Regions from separate parts of the Sus scrofa genome. Here region 1 is linked to region 2. A link is a contact called in public Hi-C data. All regions are on one chromosome and are shown on one strand. The core of a region is the stretch at or near the end of the contact, and the rest is flanking DNA. Distances in the headings are between cores, read along the strand shown. Region 1 overlaps LOC102167132 (a long non-coding RNA gene). Region 2 has its middle 210 kb from the start of ANTXR2.

Evidence for each region. A called contact is a pair of places that touch in the nucleus more often than the background predicts.
Region 1: a Hi-C map of heart right ventricle shows a contact between it and region 2, with 3 times the contacts expected there. The contact joins two enhancer-like sites.

Annotation. Positions count from the first base shown.
Region 1 is chr8:138,626,365-138,632,680 of Sscrofa11.1, reverse strand. All of the region lies in intron 2 of LOC102167132 (a long non-coding RNA gene), which reads left to right. Among named protein-coding and RNA genes, the nearest start is that of PAQR3, 17 kb to the left of the region's middle. Within about 2 kb of position 1,435, at least 17 of the 83 cell types and tissues checked have an H3K27ac peak or open chromatin away from gene starts, as enhancers often do.
Region 2 is chr8:137,932,484-137,939,300 of Sscrofa11.1, reverse strand. No RefSeq gene overlaps it. Among named protein-coding and RNA genes, the nearest start is that of ANTXR2, 210 kb to the right of the region's middle. Within about 2 kb of position 3,385, at least 11 of the 83 cell types and tissues checked have an H3K27ac peak or open chromatin away from gene starts, as enhancers often do.

The DNA.
Region 1 (6,316 bases), core at 186-2,685, 700 kb before region 2:
TTGGAGCCGCAGCTGCAGGCCTACGCCACAGCTGCATCAACACTGGATCTGAGCCGCATCTGCGACCAACACCACAGCCCGCTGCAATGCCAGATCTTCAACCCATTGAGCCAGACCAGGGATCGAACCCTCATCCTCACAGAGACAACATTAGGTCCTTGACCCGCTGAGTCACGCTGGGAACTCCTTCCCCCCCTCCCCTCTCTCTTCTTTTCTTTACCTAGCAAGAAATGACCCATTAAGATCTGATCCTGTGTCATTCCTCAGGGAAGGACTCCTCAGATCCTCTAGGAAGAGGAGTTCCTGCTGTGGCTCAGTGGAAACAAACCCAACCAGTATCCATGAGGACGCCGGTTTGGTCCCTGGCCTCACTCAGTGGGTTAAGGATCCGACGTTGCCGTGAGCTGTGCTGTAGGTCGCAGACACAGCTCGGATCCCGAGTTGCTGTGGCTGTGCTGCAGGCTGGCAGCAACAGCTCTGATTCGACCCCTAGTCTGGGAACCTCCATGTGCTGCGGGTGAGGATAGGAAAACCAAATACTCGGGAACAGATGGATGATCGCCCTGAGCAGGGTACTTACTGCCTCGCTCTCTAGTTTGTTTGTTTCCTTTCAGCTTCTGAGACGTAGTTTTCATCTTTCTTGTTCTCTGGCATCAGGCCTAGGGACTAAGACATAGGAAATGCTTACTAAGTGTGTGCAGACTCACAAAAGGATTTTTCAAAAGTCCCACCTCCCACTTCAATTTCTGTAAATCAGTGTATAGCAAATATTAATAAGCTCCTTGAGCATAAGGCCCATGAATGCTTCCTTTTAACATGAACAAATCAACCTATAAATGACAATGGTCTTGTTTTACTTCTGTGTCCCGATTTGAGATGCTGTTATGTGGCACCTTAAGGGGAAGGGCCACATCTCACTCACGTCCAGCTCTTGACATAGTATCTGGTACATAATAGTGCTTGCTACGTGTTTGCTGAAATTAAATTCAAGAAGCTACCCAAGAATCACTCTGCCTGAGCTCACGAAGTACAGCCAGAAAAGGTAGCCTCACGTTTACACAGGCAGCTGGAATGAGTTAAAGGGTTTGTCCTGGGCGCGGCGCTGTGGAGAGGGGAGGCGGGACTAGAGCCCGGGACTGCTCAGGTCTGGAGCAGCCACTCAGCAGCAGGGCAGAGAGACTGGGCCCTCTCCCGGGTCCCTGGCCGGGGAGCCTCCCTGTGAGGGGTCATGGATCTCATTTGCCAGAGACGACCGTTCGATCCATGTGTCATCTCCCACCAGGCAGTTTCGCGTGCCCATCCTCTAGCGGCGGGCCGGGGGGAAATCGAGGGGCCTCAGTAAAGACTCACGTCATTACGTGGTGTTTTTAGTATGTGCCTCCTCTGTCATCGGTGGGGGAAAAAAACCTTTTGTTGACCAGGTTGTAGTGCTACCTGTCGCGGGTAGGGGGCAGTGCTGGAACACGGTATATGTGAGAGAAGCCGAGTCGCAGAAGAGGTGACACCTTTAAGGGGTCTTCTGGAGTCAACTGACTGAATTTTCTTGCTGCAGCAGCAACCACTACCAGCCCCAGCACTAGCACCAGTATTAATGACTACTCATTTCATGGCTGGTGAGTGGCAGCATTGATCTTTTGAACCCAGGTCTGCTGACTTTTAAATTGGTATTTTTTTAACCACGCCATAATGTGATTTCTTTCAAAAGATTTTTTTGTTTGTTAGAAGTAGTTATACATCTTTTTCCAGATATAAGAATAGTAAATTGGGAGTTCCTGCTGTGGCACACTGGGTTAAGAGTCTGACTACAGCAGCTCAGTTTGCTGTGGAGGTACAGGTTTGATCCCTGGCCCCTGCACAGTGAGTTAAAGGATCCAGCGTTGCTGCAGCTGCAGCTTGATTCCATCCCTGGCCTGGGAGCTTCCATACACTGGGGATGCAGCCGTGAAAAAAAAAGTAGATTATCCTTATAAAATTCAAACTTGAAGAAGGTAAAAGTTTCCATTTTTCTAACTCCCTTCCATATACAAGTAATGTCAACAGCTCAGTATATATTCTTATATTTTTTCCTATGTATAAATTTACATATATATATTTTACTGGTAATAAAAAGCATATTATGGATTTTTTCCATTGAAAGCTTTATGCAGAGCGGACCAGGACTTGCTCAATGCATACCTAGACTAGTATGTTATGCACAGCTTTTTGGAGCTAGTATGTGTGGTTACGTTTAAGTGTTGGTCCTGCAGCTCCTAGCAATTGTTTTTCTCCTGTTCTTTTCCATATTAGCACTGTTGTGATTTCAGCCCTTTTAATTTGTGACACATGGTGTGATTCAAACCACTGAGTCTTAGCATCTGTCAATGATAAGATCATTCTTTTTAGTGATATAAGGATGGTTGCCAATAATGTGGCGAATTTGGCTTTTCCTTGTCATGTGGAAAAAGAACTTGTGGGTAATAATGGTTTTTTTTTTCCCCCTACTTAAGCTTCGGTCAGTATCCTGAAGTCTCTTAAATTTCCACACAAAATTAAAGCTATGGTGCTTTTGGATTTTCTGAAGCAAAACTATTTTTCTCTGTCTCCTACACTGGCATTCTAAATCGTTTGTGTCACACTAGCTGACACTGCTCTTTGACACCTGGGGATCTTGTGTGCTGCAGTCATAAGGAGGAACAGGGCAGTTCCATCAGTGACGGCGTGAGCAGTGGGTGGGGCCCGAGCGGCTGGAGCCGCATTGAGGCCACGGATGTGCTAAGCGAGCTCACATGAGGACGCCCCCTGCAGAAGAGCAGCGACCTGTCTTCTTTGATACTGTCCCTGAAGTTATTGATTGAAGGGTCTCGTTCTGTCCTTTGAACTCTCTTACTCTGTTTAGTACTACTTATTTTTCATGTCATGCCTCTTAACTTCAATATTTGTATGTACCTAATTTCTCTCTCCATCTACATATAGATATACACTATGCGAATATAGTAGCAGTATATTATATACACACACACTTTAGTAGTATGGTGTTACCTGTTTATAAATAAGGAAATATGCATTTTTGGTATTGAGTGTGTGTGTATGTATGTGTGTGTGTGTGTATATATATATATATATGCTCAAGTTTTTTTCCTGGTGGTGGTATATGATTAAAAATATTTGAGACCACTGTACAATATTATGAATTCCTTGCTGACAGGATTCATAGAGTCTCCTCTTGATGCTCCTAATTGTGAGTCACAATGCCTGGCCTCTAATAGGTGGTTAATGAGGGTTGTTGGCTGGCTGGCTAGATAGAGAGACAAATGGATAAATTGTGTGATTCCATTTCTCTTTGTGAGTAGTCACCATTTAGTAAAAACTTCAGCTACTAAGGACACTTCTGGGTGATCAAACGACTAAACTCTGGTAATTGATGGGCGTGCTTTGTTTGGGTATGTTAAACACTGATTCAACTTGCCGTATTTTTCAACAGTCCACCAGATCGATGGATTACCACAGAATACATGGTGAATACGACCGAGAAATTTTTAGGTAACTCTGCTCCCCGGATTCATTTGTCTTAAATATTGTCAGAATCCTACCATGACCTCCACAACCTCTCTGTTGAGAGTTATTTGTATTTCTTCTCCCTTTGCTGAAACGGTCTTGTGGTTAGAGCAGTACCAGGCGTCATCAGGGATGCAGAAGGAGGGAGAAGAGCCCTAAGAGGGTTTGTGTGGCTCCTGGTCACCTGAACGGTTGACCCCACTAACACTAGTCTTCTCACTCCCAACCGTCTCAGGGAACAGCGGTGGGATGGAGGGTCCCTGCCAAGCCGTGGTGCCCCTGACTCTGGCTTCCTATCCCCGCTGCCATGGCAGATTCTTTCCAACGTCCCTGCCTTTTTTAATATTCATTCCCACCTTCCGTGTAAAACAGTCCCTACAGTACATAGCGGGGACGCGAAAACCGCTCACCACACGTACCTTCCCTCTGTAACTTGTGCCCGTGTGTCTGCAGACGTGCTTGTCCTGGGTGCTGGAGGTGGCAGGCTGGGGGCGAGCACCAGCGCACTGCCCGTTCTGCTCAGCACCACCTGTCCGCCTGTTGCGGGGGGAAGGGGGATTGTCTTCCTCAGCTTTTCTCCTTCTTCTTCTTTTCACAGCCACACAGGTGGCATAAGGAAGCTCCCCGGCTAGGGGTCAAATCGGACCTGTAGTTGTGACCTAAATCACAGCCACAGCCACACTGGGTCCTTAACCCACTGAGCGAGGCCAGGGATTGATCCCGCATCCTCACAGACACTATGTTGGGTTTGTTTGTTTGTTTTTTTTTTTTTTTTTGTCTTTTGTCTTTTTGTCTTTTGTTGTTGTTGTTGTTGTTGTTGTTGCTATTTCTTGGGCTGCTCCCGCGGCATATGGAGGTTCCCAGGCTAGGGGCTGAATAAGAGCTGTAGCCACCGGCCTACACCAGAGCCACAGCAACGTGGGATCCAAGCCGTGTCTGCGACCTACACCACAGCTCACGGCAACGCCGGATCGTTAACCCACTGAGCAAGGGCAGGGACCGAACCCGCAACCTCATGGTTCCTAGTCAGATTCGTTAACCACTGCACCACGACGGGAACTCCTATGTTGGGTTTTTAACACACTGAGCCACAACAGGAACTCCTGTATTCCTCAGCTTTATTTTCTTTATGATCCTCCTTCCCTGTGCAAATACACAGAGACCAAAAGAAGATTGGCTGCTGTATAAACCCCGTCCTCTTGCCATCAGGATATCCCACATCAAGTTTGGCTTGGTGCATTGCTGATGCAACCTTTGTTGTGCATTAAAAATAGAAGGAGGAGTTCCCGTCGTGGCGCAGTGGTTAACGAATCCGACTAGGAACCATGAGGTTGCGGGTTCGGTCCCTGCCCTTGCTCAGTGGGTTAACGATCCGGCGTTGCCGTGAGCTGTGGTGTAGGTTGCAGACACAGCTCGGATCCCACGTTGCTGTGGCTCTGGTGTAGGCCGGTGGCTACAGCTCCGATTCGACCCCTAGCCTGGGAACCTCCATATGCCGTGGGAGCGGCCCAAGAAATAGCAACAAAAAAGAAAAAAAAAAAAAAAAAAAGAAGGAAATACGAATTGCTCTAAGTGTGGGCCTCTGTTGGAGTCCGCCTGTGAATTATGTGAGTGGGTAGTTTCTAGGGATAAGACCATTTTTTGCCTCTTGTGCTTCTTCTTTTGTTTGCCCTGCTCAAAATCATATATTAGACAGGAATGCCTCTCAGTGCTGGTGCCATGAATGATATTCCTGACTAATTTTGCAAGAGAGAAGAAAGCACATTGAGGCAGAGTGGTCTCTACTAACAAGTGAGATGAAAGTTAGTCGTACTCTGTTCTTTTCATTTTAACTCAAGGTGGTTAATTTTTCCAAAAAGTTTTTAGGAACCAATTATATGTGTCAGTGACTTTCCTTTAAAGCGGATGGTTAGCCCATGTTACGATACAGCTGTTTTTTATGCTGAGAGGAGAATCTAAATCTTCCTCAGAACCATAGCAGAGAAATGGTTTACTACTTGAGATCTAAAATGTATGATTATTAGCCATTACTGGTGAAATTACACTTTTTCCCCCCTTTATTGTCTATGATTGGTGCAAACTGTAAGCCACAAACTCAGGCAGGCAAAAGATAGAATTGTATTTTTCTTTTTTTGTCTTTTTAGGGCTGTTCCTGCGGCATATGGAGGTTCCCAGGCTAGGGGTCAAATCGGAGCTACAGCTGCTGGCCACAGCCACAGCCACGTAGGATCTGAGCCGCATTTGCAACCTACAACGAAGCTCACAGCAACGCTAGATCCTTAATCCACTGAGCGAGGCCAGGGATGGAACCTGCGTCCTCATGGATACTAGTCATATTGGTTTCTACTGAGTCACAGTGGGAACTCCAGAATTTTATTTTTCTAGCCCTTGGTTAGCTTTAGACACAATTTAGAATAGATTTACAAGGAGATCCTGCTGAATAGCATTGAGAACTTTGTCTAGATACTCATGTTGCAACAGAAGAAAGGGTGGGGGAAAAATGTAATTGTAATGTATACATGTAAGGATAACCTGACCCCCTCGCTATACAGTGGGAAAATAAAAAAAAAATTATTAAAAAAAATAAAAAAAAAAGAAAGAAACAACCTGTAACTGGGTTAAATAATGTCCCTACCCAAGTTCATGTGACCTTATTTGAAGACAGGGTCTTTGCAGAAATAATCGACTTCCGACGAGGTCATACCGGGTTAGGGTGGGCCCTTGGAGCAGAGGGGAGGCGTTAACACAGACAGACAGGGGAGAGAGGTGAGGCTGGGGCAGA
Region 2 (6,817 bases), core at 2,136-4,635:
GCCTCCCGGGAGGATGCCGTAGGCACAGTCCTCCAAAACGTGGTGTTTATTCTGAAACTTCGCTCCCCCAACCACACAACCAGGCCGTCTTGCCACATACAAGGGGAATTCAGAACGGACCGTGGAGGAGCGATGACACCGATTACGGCTTTAGGCCTCGTTACAGGTCATGCCACGAATCCTCCTTGTTTCGCCCTTGAGAGTTTGGCCACTACCAGCGACACTGGAAAGGGAGTGAAAGAACCGAGGGGTGAAAGCCACGCACGGTACCTCGAAGCCTCTCCACAGCCTCCTCCAGAACCGCCGTGGAGACCAGATCTTTGAAGGTTTCAGGCCGCTTCTCGCAGGTGCAACCTGGCAGCACTTGACTCAGGCCTGTGTTGCAAATCTCTCAGTTCCTGCCTGTTCGGGTTTGTTTTTTTTGCTTTATGTTTGGTCGGGGGTTTGAGGCACTTATGAGTCTGTGAGTAATTATGCATCATTCAAAAGTGCAAGGGACTGTCAACGGGGACCTGCTGTGTCGCACGGGGAGCTCTACCAATACTCTGATAATCTATGTGGGGAAAAATCTGGAAAAGAATGGATGTGTGTATGCGTCTACCTGAATCACTTTGTTGTACAGCAGAAATTGTCACGACATTGTAAATCAGCTCCACTTCAGTAAGACTTTCAGTAAAACTTTTTTTAAGGAAGTTTTTTAAAAAGATGCAAGAGGCAGGCGTTCTCTCACGGAGCGGCAGGTTAAGGATCCGCCACTGTCACTGCCGTGGCTCGGGTTGGAACCCGGTCAGAAACCTGTGCATGCCACATGCTGCAGGTGCAGCCAAAAAATGGTGCAAGAGAGGCTCAGTGAACCTTCCCTTGACCAAGGGGAGGCAGAAGCTACAGAATAGATGTCCGCTCTTGTTGTCCAGCCGGTCCGTTCTGCAACGCGTCCCACAAGGGTCTCGGAAGGAGCCACAGAACCGAGCGTAGCCACCTCAGTGCCCGTGCTGGCTTTCCCTCCCTCCTGCTCATCCCTCCACCGCCTCTTCTTGCTCCTCCAGCATCACCTGCCTCTGGTTGTACAACGACCCAGGAATCGACCACCGAGGGAGAAAGCTTTGTCTTAGAGTCTGACTTCCGAGCATGTCTAAGACAAATTACCACCAGGGAAGCTGAGGCCGTGGTAAGCCAGAACGGAAGAGCTTCCCAAACGCGCAAGTGTGAACCACTCTGAGGTGTTATATTCTACACAGTCACCTGGGAACCGTTATGCTGTCAGGACTTACCCAAGTGACATTATATCTGAAGCTTTTAGAAAACTGCTTCGTTCCCGTCACATCGGATTCTCAGCCTGGAAACTATTCTCGGCTAGGTCTAAAACACCCAGCCTACGAAGTCTCCAGGTCCGGAAGGATTTCACATTTGCGTCCTCGGGAGGCAGACGGGAAGCTCCGAGGACAGTGCTCGGCTGGCCTTTGAACAGAGGGAGGCCTCCGCGCTGCGCAGAGAAGCGCTGACGCGAGTCCTCTCTGATTTCAAAACACCTCCGCTCATCTCTGAACATTTCCCAACCAAGCTGAAGAACCTGCTGCCTCCAGCACGGCACACAAGATGGGCCGGAGGCTCACAAACGCGCTCCCGGCTCGCCCTGAGGGGCACACGTTTTCATCCCACGCTGGTGCACAAACGTTCCCATGTGTGTCGGAATACACAGATTCGAGAACATCAGAGTCTCCGCTGCCACACGAAGGACTGGACAGGATGTTTCATGTGCATGTGATTGTCAACAAACCTTCGTCACTGGGATTTTTAGGTTTGTCACAAATCAAACGTTAGCATGCCTGAAAATTAAACCCAGGCGTTTTTCAAATTTGCAACAATTACCAAAAAAAAACCTCTCCCTTGGTATACATGACTCCCTTGCCAAGCGAATTTGGAGGGTACTGAAGTCTTTGTACAGTTTCAAATTAGAGAGTAGTGATAATTATATTAATAATCGGAAGTTACAAGCTATATTCAAACATAAAATTTATCATTTTAAAATTACTGTGTTCTCTGACTAACCTGAATTTAAATGAGTAACGATGGTGAGATGATAAAGATTATTATTGCTCACCCTTCCTAAGCACTTTCTATGTGCCAGCATTTTGCTACGCAAGGCATATATTATTCCATTTAATTCTCAAACAACTGTATCAGGCAGATTCTGATGATCTCTCCATTTTGTAGCTATAATTACACAGCCTCAGAGGAACTAAAAAGTTCCACTGCAAGACCCAGCTTGTAAATCATGTAACAGCAATGAAGTTTATTCAAATAACCAGAATCGAAGGGGGACACAGTTTCATAGCTCTCCAAGCCACGATTCAGCAATGGTGGCTTTCAATTGAGAGGAATGAGATCAGATTAAATGATAACAACGGATGCGCTCTTAAAATAAATTCATTTCAGGTTATGGATCTGCTGACAATCTACTAGAGTCATTTTAATTTAGTTTTTTTCCACTATACCGACGCCTCACTGATGCACAACGTTCTGTTAATTCCCCCTATTCAGTTACACGTATATATTCATACATTCTTGTTCATATGCTCTTCCATCATGAGCTATCTCAGGACATTGACCACAGCTCCCTGTGCTGTACAGCAAAGGCCTTGTTTACCCTCCTGCACATAATAGTCACCTCTGCTGATCCCCAACTTTGAGTAAAGTGGAGGACGGGGAGTCTGGGGTTGGGAGATGTGAACTATCACATGTAGAATGGATAAGCAGTGAGGTCCTGCCGCACAGCAGCACAGCACGGGGAACTCTATCCAATCACTTGGAACACGATGGAAGATAACACGAGAAAAAGAATGTGTGGCTGCATGACTGGGTCACTTTGCTGTACAGCAGAACTGGACAGAATATTCTAAATCAACTGTAATAGAAAAATTTGTAAAAGGAGTCATTTTAGAAAGAGATTCATTTTTAAATGACTCATAATGTGTGCAGTGACACCGAGCAATTGAAAGGGTCTTTAAAATATGTATTTCAATTATCAAAATACAGTGGGACTCCCCGCATTTGCTGTGGGGCCTCGTGGCCTTTGGCTGAATCGAGAACATCTGTTCGTCGGCTTCAGTGAGCACGTCTGTGGTCCTGCCACCAAACACCAAGGAACAGACACAACTTTGAGCCTCGTGACACGTGCCTTTTGCCCTGCAGAGTGGTCACGCCAACCCACTTGCATTTGGCGTCTCTCTCCTCACGCTGCCACTGTGTTTGATGCAAGTGCCCTCAGGCTCCTGGAGTTTACTCAGCGAAGGGGCTTTCTGGGCCTCTGTAGAATCCTTGGGGCTTTTTGCAGTCAGCCCTTCCCAGCTGTTCCCTCTCCTCCTGGCTGGGTTCCGAGGAGATGATGCAAGGCTGTGAACTGGGAGGGCGCTTGGGATCCAGCTGAGGGGAAAGCCTGCAGGAAAGGTTACAGAGACTCTGCCGCAAAAACAGAGCTGTGCCTCCGCCGGCTCTGGGCAGCAGGGTTAGAGGTGGGGACGCAAACAGCGCTCGACGTGTTCTGTCCCAGATCTGCTTTCCCGTCATTTATGCCACACTGGGAGGGGCCTTTGACATTTTTCCCCTTTCTTGTGACCATGGTTCAGTGTCTCATCATAAAGTACTGCACCAGATGATTGTACTGTCTTCGGGACAGGCCCTCAGCACAACTCTGAAGCGAGCCAGATGCTTCTGCCGAAGCCTCCTCCCTTTGGCATCGTCAATCCCTATTGTCTTTTTCGTTTGGATTTTGAACCCCCGAACCCTGCCCTCTCCGGATGTCAGAGTGTCTCGCCTACGGCTGGTCTCCGGAGGGACCGGGCGCTGCCCCTTCCTTCTAATTCTGTCTCCTCAAATCTACAGACTTTCACTGGCATGTAAATCTCAGGAGTCTGTCTGTTAACTGGGTTTAAATTTTGGAAAGGTTTTCTAGAGATAATCTAGTACATCAAAAAACAAAGCTAACAAGCCACCTTTGACACGGGAAAAGATATATTTGTAATATTTAGTTCCCCCTGTCCCTCAGCCATCATCACCCTGTCTGCCTTGCAGTTATGTCATTATATAATTTCACCACCCCTGAAGGCGGGTATAAAAAAAAAAAAACTTCTTGGCGTCCCCGCTGTGGCACGGTGGACTAAGAATCCACCCGCAGTGGCCTGGATCCCTGTGAAAGCGAGAGCTCCATCCCCTGCAGTGGGTTAAGGATCCGGCGTTACTGCATCATAAGTCACAGATGTGGTTCTGATCTGATCTGGCTGTGGCTGTGGTGTAGGCCAGCAGTGGCAGCTCCGATTTAACCCCTAACCTGGGAACCTCCATATGCTGAGGGTGCGGCCCTTAAAAAAAGAAATGAAATGTGATAACCTGACTGATTTTGAGTATCCTGCATTAGCCAGAAATGACCCGTTATCCTACAAAACAAAATTGACCTGGCTCAATGTCTTAAACCAGAGGAAAAAATATAGAAACGGGAGTCAGGGAAAAAAGCGTGTCTTGTTAGCAGCTCTGCCACCTTCAGCTGTGGGAGCTTGGTCGTGTCACTTTCCTTGTGGGTAAGGCAGCTACGGTAAAGTCTCCCAGCGAGATTGCTACTCAGGCTAATAGGATTCTGTGACCGATCCAGGATGTAAAGATCCTGGGTGGAGTTCCCCATCGTGGCACAGTGGAAACGAATCCGACTAGTTCCATGAGGACGAGGGTTCAATCCCTGGCCTTGCTTAGTACTCAGTAGGTCAAGGATCCTACCTTGTCATGACCTGTGGTGTAGGTTGAAGATGCAGCTTGGATCCGATTTGCTGTGACTTTGGCAGCTGTGGCCAGCAGCGTAGCTCTGATTTGACCCCATGAAAGTCTGGGAACTTCCATGTGCCACAGGTGTGGCCCTAAAATAAAATAAAGTTCCTTGTTTAATAGCATATATTTGTGTGTTTAATTTTTTTGTCTTTTTTTTTTTTTTTTTTTTTGAGAGCCACACTTACAACATATGGAAGTTCCCAGACTAGGGGTTGAATTGGAGCTGTAGCTGCCAGCCTACACCACAGCCACAGCAATACGGGATCCAAGCCTCATCTGCAACCTACTCTGAAGCTCACAGTAACTCCAGATCCTTAACCCACTGAGTGAGGCCAGGATTGAACCCATGTCCTCATGGATACTAGTCGGGTTCAGTACCACTGAGCCATGATGGGAACTCCCAGGAGCATATATTTTAATTGTTTTTAAAAAGAGAGAAAACAAACAAAAAAAGAAACTAAGAGAAAATCAGTAATAAAGAACCAGCCAGAGGCAAACAAATCTGTGCTCTTAAGTATCCTCTGATCCACGGCATGTGTCACAGTGTGTGTTCCCCATTAGGGACACACGAGCCTTCAGGGAAAAAAGGCAAGTCTACCCATTCGATATACAGAAGCTGGCATGGTGCGGTCTCCAGTCCCTTTTCAGCCTCTTCTCCCGAGGCTCAGCCTCCCACCCTGGCAATGTGTCTGGGCTCTCTGAACCCCCGGCCGTGTTATGTCTCATTACTTCGGCATAAGCCATTCCTCCCACCTAGGAAATATTTTGCCACCTCAATCTCCTGAAGAAACCAAGACACTTGCACACATGCATGTGCAGACCCCCCCCCCCCCCCCGCCACACAGACCCCAGCTCACTCTTTCCATTGTACCCACACTATGCCACAAAGATTCTAAAAACGGGGTAAAGGGTAAGTCCCCATATGGACTTTTATAAATGACCTTCGGGAAATAAAATCTCTCTTGAAATCATATGTAAAATTCTAAAAAAAAGGAAAAAAAGAGAAAAAACCCAAGGTGTTCCCACTGTGATGCAGCAGGATCAGCAGTTTCTCGGCAGTGCCCAGGCCACAGGTTCAATCCCTGGCCCTGTCATAGTGAGTGAAGGGATCCAGCGTTGTGGCGAAGGTCACGACTGCAGCTCCGATCTGAACTCCATATGCCACAGCCAATAAAGAAAAATAAATACAAATGTTTAAAGAATACGATTTGGAGCTTTGGTCACAGTTTCATAAGGGTCTCTGATCCGAAACAACGCAAGAACACGTGTTGCCGTTCGGAGTGTGAATCACCACTGTACTGTATTCTAGGCAGCAGTCTGGTCTTATTCATCTCTGCTTGCCCAGCCTCTAATTGTGCCAAGTGCTCCAGAGGTACTTGATGGACGACTAACTGCGTTTGCAGGAAAGCGTTCTCGGGGTACTGGAAACTGCGGTCACCATGCTATACGAGGAAGAGTGACGTTCGAGAAACGGGAAAGGCCATCTTTGCCCACCTGCCACGTGATAAATCCCGGTTGGTGCAGTTTACAATTTGCTAATCATTAGTGCTTTTTACGTACAAAATTAATTATAGCATAATAAAATCCAATTGCATTTGTTCTTAATTCTCCTCTGATCTGCATTCTGTTGTTTATTCTCATTTGTTCTGATAAGGTCCATTGTCTCTAATGTTGCCTCATAAAGGGTAAGAAATAAATCAATGGTATTTAGCTTTTCTAACCATCTGTTCTGGCAAACATCCCAAAATTCACTTTTAAATCTGGGTGCAGTTCATGTATTTTTGTCTTGTCTTAGGGAACATCTCTGGAGATAGGAAATGAGAGGTAGGAATGCCCTTTAATCTCACTGAAGAATTTGACTTGTGGGGATATTGCTCTGCAAATACTGTGGGTTTTCATTGCATGTTAAGAGGTTCAGTTATAGAACAAAGGCCAAGAATGGACAGTCTAAAAGCTCCCACTTAGAATCCTCCTTTGTGTTTTAGATTAGAGTTTTGCAAAC